Linked DNA regions of Sus scrofa: region 1 is linked to region 2. Evidence: chromatin contacts called from public HiChIP or PLAC-seq data. All regions are on one chromosome and are shown on one strand. Each heading gives the region's core, a stretch centred on a gene start, on an enhancer-like site or on the middle of the called end of the contact. The rest is flanking DNA. Distances are from core to core; before and after follow the strand shown.

What was found. HiChIP or PLAC-seq counts read pairs in DNA pulled down with a chosen protein or histone mark.
Region 1: an H3K27ac HiChIP or PLAC-seq map of skeletal muscle shows a contact between it and region 2. The contact joins two enhancer-like sites. A contact is called at or near these places in 1 of 47 Hi-C or Micro-C datasets (skeletal muscle) and 2 of 2 datasets of contacts at active chromatin or transcription factors (alveolar macrophages and skeletal muscle).

The regions. Positions count from the first base shown.
Region 1 is chr6:153,143,938-153,147,558 of Sscrofa11.1, reverse strand. All of the region lies in intron 4 of FGGY (FGGY carbohydrate kinase domain-containing protein), which reads left to right. Among named protein-coding and RNA genes, the nearest start is that of FGGY, 67 kb to the left of the region's middle. Within about 2 kb of position 1,933, at least 31 of the 83 cell types and tissues checked have an H3K27ac peak or open chromatin away from gene starts, as enhancers often do. A contact at or near this core is called in skeletal muscle, where this site is marked.
Region 2 is chr6:152,978,868-152,982,480 of Sscrofa11.1, reverse strand. All of the region lies in intron 7 of FGGY (FGGY carbohydrate kinase domain-containing protein), which reads left to right. Among named protein-coding and RNA genes, the nearest start is that of FGGY, 230 kb to the left of the region's middle. Within about 2 kb of position 2,145, at least 6 of the 83 cell types and tissues checked have an H3K27ac peak or open chromatin away from gene starts, as enhancers often do. A contact at or near this core is called in skeletal muscle, where this site is marked.

The DNA of each region.
Region 1 (3,621 bases), core at 684-3,183, 170 kb before region 2:
TTTACGGTTGGGAAATCAGCTGCAGTGTGGATTATAAATTGACCTTTCTGTACAACGGTAGGGCTTTAGGGGAGCTGGAGGGAGGAAGATGCACATATGTATCCAGTTCTTGAAAATTAAATAATTTAATGTACAGTGGGGAGCTCCCACTGTGTTGCACGGAGATCAGCGGCGTCTTCGGAACGCTGAGATTCGGGTTTGATCCCCAGTCCAGCACAGTGGGTTAAGGATCCAGCATTGCCACATCTGCTGCTTAGGTTGTGACTGTGGCTTGGATCTGATCCACGGCCCGGGAGCTCCATATGCCACGGGGCAGCCAGAAATGGGGAAACACACACACACACACACACACACACACACACACAAAATGGAATTATTTCTTTTTGCAAATAAATTCTGTGAAGTTCAGTCCTCCTCTCAGGGGGGTGATCTACCTTAGCATTTCAGAGTTGTGTTTCTTGGAAGTTGTTCTCAGCAGTAGCATAAGCATTTATTCTGCTGGACCTTTAGACTTCAGCTCAAATCTCTCCCCCCATGAAGTCTTTTTTAGTCACCCTGGCCTCAAAGCCCCTTCCTCTTCTGAACTCTGTGATTACTCATTAGAGGCAGATATATGGCCACACACACAAAATATTATGATAAAGTTATGAGGCTGACTCACCAAACCTTGCTATCAGGCTCATTACATTATTGTCATACATCATCTTATTAATTACCGTTTCCTTTGCACACGTCTTTCTCCAGCGTTGTTGTAATTTCATCATAGAAGTGTCTGACTTTAAATTTCTTTGTACCTCCTGAAACTTTTTTTTTTTCCCCACGCGTTAGCTGGCTTTTGCCCTACAGGAATTTGTCTTTTTGAGATGGATTTAAGTGTGTGAATATATAGCTAGGACACAGCAAGAGATGGGGGGTAAGGGTGACATTTGAGCTGCATTTGAATCAAAGGTAGATGTTTGATCATGAGAGAAGATGGGAAAACAGTCTCAGTAGAGACCTCAACAGGGGCAGGAAAATATGAAGAAGTACAGTGTGTTTGGGGAAGGGAATGAAATGAGGTGAGATCAGGGTGGGGAGTGGCTAAGAGAGGGGGCAGTGAGCCCAGAAGAATTCATAAAAGTCGTGGCCAAGTTGGAGCTAGGTTGTCAAGTGTCCTGTGAGCCATGTCAAGCAGATAAAATGTGATTCTGGGCCACGAAGAACTGCAGGACCACTTTAAGCAAAGAGATGTCACCTTTGTGCGATGCCTCTGGTAGCACAAAGCTCTCAGCATATCTGTCTGACTGAAGTATCTCCAGCGTTTGGTCTCTTTCTCTGTGTATGAGAGTTTGAAACACAATTGTTTCATTCATTCTGGGAATTTTCGGGTTGGGGATTATGAACATGTTTTTCAGCATTTTTTTTTTTCTTTTCCCCAAAGAGTGAGCTTAAGGATTGAGTTTCTTCCTGAAACATCTTTCCTCTCCGGGTTATCAGCCTGTGCCCTGATTCACAGTCCTGGGTGGCGTGAGGATCAAGTTTTGCTTTTTGTTGGGTAGTTGTGCTGGAAAACAACATCGTGAGTATTTGGGATGTTCTGGCAGGATCACTTAGTGGGAGGAGAGTTTCATTCACTGCACACAGCAGGGAGCCCAATAGCTTCCCTTTGCAAGTCATAGCAAAACACTTAGATGAGCCTTTTTTAATTGGCCAGCCCCTTCTTTCTCATGCTGTTCCTAGAGCCTGGCGTCTCCCAACATACTTTGCAGTGTCTGCTTCATCTTCCACTCCTCACCCCAACACCCCCCTCCAGGTTCCCTTGGGATCTGGAAGCCAGCGGAGACCTCACCCCCTCCCTGGACAGGACAGTGAGAAGGCATGGAAGAGGGTTCCAGCTCTGTGCCCCAGCCTGGTGGGCTGGCTGCTGCCTGGCCCTGAATCTTGGATCTATTACTCCATCTCCGCCCTCTGCTGAGCCCTGCAGCTGTGTGTGTTTTGAGTGGTAGCCACCTCCCAAGAAAGGCTGTGGTTTTATGAAGTAATAGATGATTTTATAAAAAAAGAGTTGTTCTCTTTGGTTGCTTTCAAGCCTGAGGGATCGCTTAGCTCAAAGGATTGTTATTGGAATGCGGGAGCCTCTATTGCCAAGTCACACACCCCAATCACTGCTGATTTCTCTCCCTCTCTCTTTTTTTTTTTCTTTCTTCTTTCTTGAAAAGACTAGTTTTTGTTAGTTGCTTGGTAACTGGGACATAGACTTTGCTCCTTCAGCACAGAGAGCTCTGCTCCTCATTTGAATCCGATTCAGTGCTTACACAGTGAGGTGTGCCTGACATTGGCATGCGCTGGGGACATGCTCTGTGTTTCCTGTAACCTGTGCACCATTTGTGCCCGGAGGTTGTTATCAAGGTCTTAGAATTTAAGTGAGTTGCCCCGGATTGAAAGTGAGAGCTCTAATATTAGGAAAAAAAAAATTAAAAATATGTTGGGGAGGGCTTTTCTTTGTTTTGTTTTGGTTTTTTGTTTTTCTCTCTGTAAAGAATGGTAAAAGCTTCCATCACGATGCTTCCAAAAGGCCAAAACCCACAGCTCTGCTAGATCTGGGAGCCTTCGGGTGGTGACTGTGGCCTGGGCAAAGGAACTGTCACCTTAGAGCAGGAAGCCCTGGGCTATGACCTTGTCGTTCAAACCTAAGTTTCTACATCCTTTGTAGGCACCTGTCCCCCACCGCCGCCCTGAGAATCCAAGGAGAGGAGGTGTGCGGGGGCACTCTTGTAAGCTGTGGAAGGACCTACGAAGAGAATCACCGTGTCTGATGCAAGCCCAGTGGTTCCAAGGGTAGATTAATTCAGTAACATCGAGACCCTTGGCTGTGGTTGTCCTCTCTGGGGCGAGGGAGAGATGGAGAGATTTTCCCATGGCCCTGGATTAAAAATCCATCCACGGGGGCTCATAGGCCCTTTGCCAATCTAGCATGTGATGACTAAGCACTTGTGAATCATGGAGCTCAACTTCAGAACAGCATGGGAACCTCGTAGGTAGTGTCAGCATCTCCAAGTAAGGGGTCAGGCTCCTGGAAAAAGTCCCACTCGTCCAGGCAGACTCTTCCCCCACTTCCCTCTGCTGGCCAAGCTTCAGACTTTGCTTTTGTGGGGAAGGCAGAGGGTACACACTGCTGCTGTCTTCTCCCCAGAGACCCTGTGCATCCTTTTAGGGAAACACTCCTCGCAAGTTTCTCATCCTGTGGGGAGGTCGCGCCTCGGCTCAGTGAAGCCAGCGTTGTCTCAAGAAAAGATGACGCTGCCTGGCTGCCTTGCACCTCCTGCCCCCAGCGTGTCTCTTTCTGGCAGGAGGCCTGCAGTTCTCTTCGAGATATTCTGCCCGGGTTCCATTGTCCGCGGCAGCGGCTGTCCGCAAGGCTCCAGGCTGAAAGCTCTCATTCTGCAGGGTCTTTAGTGGCCGTACACAAGATCTAACAGAAGCAGTTGTTTTCGGAGTTGAGGAGGACAGCTTGGCCTTGGCTGGAGGCACTGGTTGTTGCTGCATTGGTTTCGTGGTTTATTTCTCATTGGCCTTGGATTTCTGGAGTCTTTAGAATGAGGCTTTTCTCCCTGAGAACTGATCACCGAAACCACAAAGCAC
Region 2 (3,613 bases), core at 896-3,395:
CAAATTGAGCATTTTGAATTTCTTCCTCCCCACCCCACCCCCCCACCTCTCTCCTCTTCCTTCCTTCCTTTCTTATAGCAGAAGAATTGGTTTAGCCCATCTTGCAAAAAGAGCTTCTGGCTTATGCCCTCTTCGAGCAAAACATAGTTTATTCCAGTGAGCAATGAAACTTGCCAACTTTTCATCACACCATTGTGAGTGCTCTAGAAGCAACACTGACTTTAAGGCAACTTTAAACATACTATCATTCTGTTCTGTTTTTTAAATGAAACAGTGAGGCTCACAAAGACTACCTGATTTATCCAAAGGCATACAGTTAGTAAGTGGTCAGAGGTGATTTAAACTCACAGTATCTGATTCCAGAGCCCACACTTCTAATCACTGTGCCATATGAATGTCATATTCGTTCAACTGTGATCCAGCCTACTCTTGAATTTGACCCTTAAAATAGCATTTGAGAGAGTAACAGTATTTTAAAAAGACCGTCTTTCAATAAGTATTTTTTGATGACCCTCTTTATTTGATCAGATATAAGGTAAATATCAGAGAAAACTGGACTTCTGCATATTCTAGTAGAGAAAATAAACACTAAATAAACAATGTAATTGCATTTCCCAAATATATAAAGTTTTGGAAAAATATGGGATGGGCCCAACATTGAGACTTGAATTATAAAAGAATTCCTCGAGAAAGTGATTCTGTAATATAGTTGCAACAGTTCCTGCCTTATTATTGTTTCTTGGTAAGATAGAATTTATTTACTTGTTGTAACTTTCAAACTTCAGTTAGGCTTTATGCATAATAAAAAGAAAAACAATAATATCACAAATAAAAGAAGAACCCCTACTTTTATTGGTACCACTACTCTTATAACTATTTCTTATTTGCCTTCTATGTGCCAAGTACTCTGCCTGATGCTTCACGCACTTTATCCCTTGTCTCTCATGATGATCCTATAAAGCAGAGGTTGTTTCCCATTCTATACATGAGGAAGTTGAAGGTAGAAAGAAAAACATTTCCACTATCACATAACTACTGTTCGAACTTGAGTCTGACTCCAAAGCTCATGTTCTGAAATGACTCTGTACCAGTGGTTCTCATCCAGGGGTGATTTTTAACCCCTCCATCCCATCCCCAGGGGACATTTGGCCATGACTGGAGACATTTTTTGATTATCTTTTGGAAAAGGGGAACTGGCTTGGAATATGTTGGGCAGAAGCCAGGAATGCCACTGAATGTCCTGCAATGCTCAGGGCACAACAGAGAATTACCCAGCCTCAAATGTCAGTAGTGCTGAGGATGGTAAGTCCTACTCTGTACCAGAACCCTTCTGTGACTTTATTTCCTTTCAGCAACTGAGTTTACTTCTGTAAAAACAAACAAAAAATCCAGCATCCAGTAAGGGTCCTACTAATACTTGGTAAACAGCATCCAGGAAGTGTCCTACTAATACTTGTTCAAAATATACTTTGTGAAATCAACTCCTCATTAAAATACCTGTGAGATAAGAAAATCAAGTGGAGACCGCAGAGTAGGGAGTATGCGAATCTTCCTGCCCCTTCTGTCTTACGCAGCATCTAACACCCAACCATTTGACACCCAACCATTTGTCCTCCTTTCAGCTCTTCAGTACACTAGCCTCTCTGCCTTTGCTCCTGCAAAGTGCTGCTCCCCCTCCCCGCTCCCCACCCACACACTCCTACTCAAGTCAGCAGTCAGGTTAAGTTTTACTTCTGCGGTGGACTCTTCTCCAGACTTCACCACTGTTCTTAGAAACCAGGAATCACTCCCTCCTCTGTTTCTGCCACACTTTCACCTATCACAGGTTTCCCACCGAATTGTGTTCACTAGCCCCATCATTCAGCTTAGAACCCAGAGGGTCAGTCCTCTGTGGATCTGAGAGTTAAGAGCGTGTTTTGAAAGATCCAAAATAAGGATTGCTAAATCCAAATAGGGGAGCATTTAAAAATATATAATTCCTAGGCCCTACCTCCCAAGGATCCTGAGTCTGAATGTCTGGGGCTAGGAAGCTGGTTATAGGATGGAAGGTGCCACTTGGTGCCCAGTGGAGATGTCCTGCAGGATGTGTTGGCACTGGGCACAAAGGTCAGAAGTGGAAGTAATATGCAGTGCTCAAGTAGACCAACTGGGTGAGCTGTGCTGAGAAGGAGCCAGGCGCAGACTCGGACTAAGAGCTGGGGGCAGGGAGCGTACCCAACATGAAAGAGGAGGTGTCCAAAGATGCAGACGGTCTGTAAGAGAAGGAGGGGGATTAGAAGACAGATACAGTCTTGCCGAGGAATCTGGAAGGAGAAAAGTGGTGTCAGTGCCCAAGCCGATAGAGGCAAGGACGACTCCGGGAGTTCCTGGATGTGACTTAGAAGGGGAGGGAGTTTGTTAGTGTGATGTGAAGGTTACTGTTTTAGGTTGAGGTTTGGTTTAATGAGAAACACTGCTGCCTGATAGCAGAACAGCTGCGGGAGCCTTGATGAGGGGCAGAGCAGGGATGGGGGAAGGGCAGATTTGAGTATGACATTTCAATAAATAATGAAGTTGGAGTCTAGGTCTATGTCTTTCTGACTCCAGAGTCTATGCGCTTTCTCCTACTTGTCCTGCTAATATATTAATGTATGTCTATATATGTCTGTGCCTTTTCATACATTAGCCTGTAACTACACAAACATATATCTATATCCAAAACGGAAGATAGAGCTTCTAGTTAACATTCTTCTGGGTAGGTGTGTTTTTAGATCCATTTTATGGATGAGAGAGTTGAGGCCCAGTGTGAAGAAGTGAATTTATTTAAAAAAAAAATACTTAAGGACAGCACCGGTGTCTGGGGTTCTCCCAGTCACGGGGAATAAGACGAGGCTTATTAGACCAGGCTGGCTGATTTTTGACTGCATGGTGGAAAGATCAGTAATCCTAAAGTGGATAATAATTTTGTTGATTACTTTTGTTGATTAATGTTGAATTGAATGTTGATGTTATTAAAGTCAGGTGTGGAGTGACTTGCTCTTTTCAAACCACCATCCTGGTATTTTTACCTCTATTAATGGTTGAGCGAGTGGACACTACAGTAGGCAGAGGGATTTGCCCAAGCAGAGGGGATAAGGCAGGATTGGATCCAAGGCTGATCTCTTTCTCCCCACGACTTCACATCTACTTCATGAAGACTTTGCATCCAATAGGGGAAAGTTTTTCCTCCTGAACAGAGCAGAATGTCTAGACTTAGTATAGATTCCTATGCCCAGAGACCCTGACTTCAAGCAAATCTCTGACCAGCTCATCCGCTTCAGAACCTTATCTGGTATCCAGAGGGAATTCATAATCGGAAGTTTCCCCTTATTCTCTCATGGATTCGTATGTGACTGAAAAGATGAGCTTTTGTCTTCTTTTGCTGAACTTGGGAACAAAAACAAAAACACCGGGATAACCCAGCTCCTGGTTCTACTACTGCCAGCCACCTGTTAGGAGCACTTCAGCGCTCCAAGTTCAAAAGGTAGAAGACTGCTGGAAACGTGTTTTGTTTGGGGGCCCGATGTCAAGATTGCACTTGCGTCACTGGCTGCAAGAGTAGGCTTACCCCAAAGATCCACTGTTTTTCATGGCA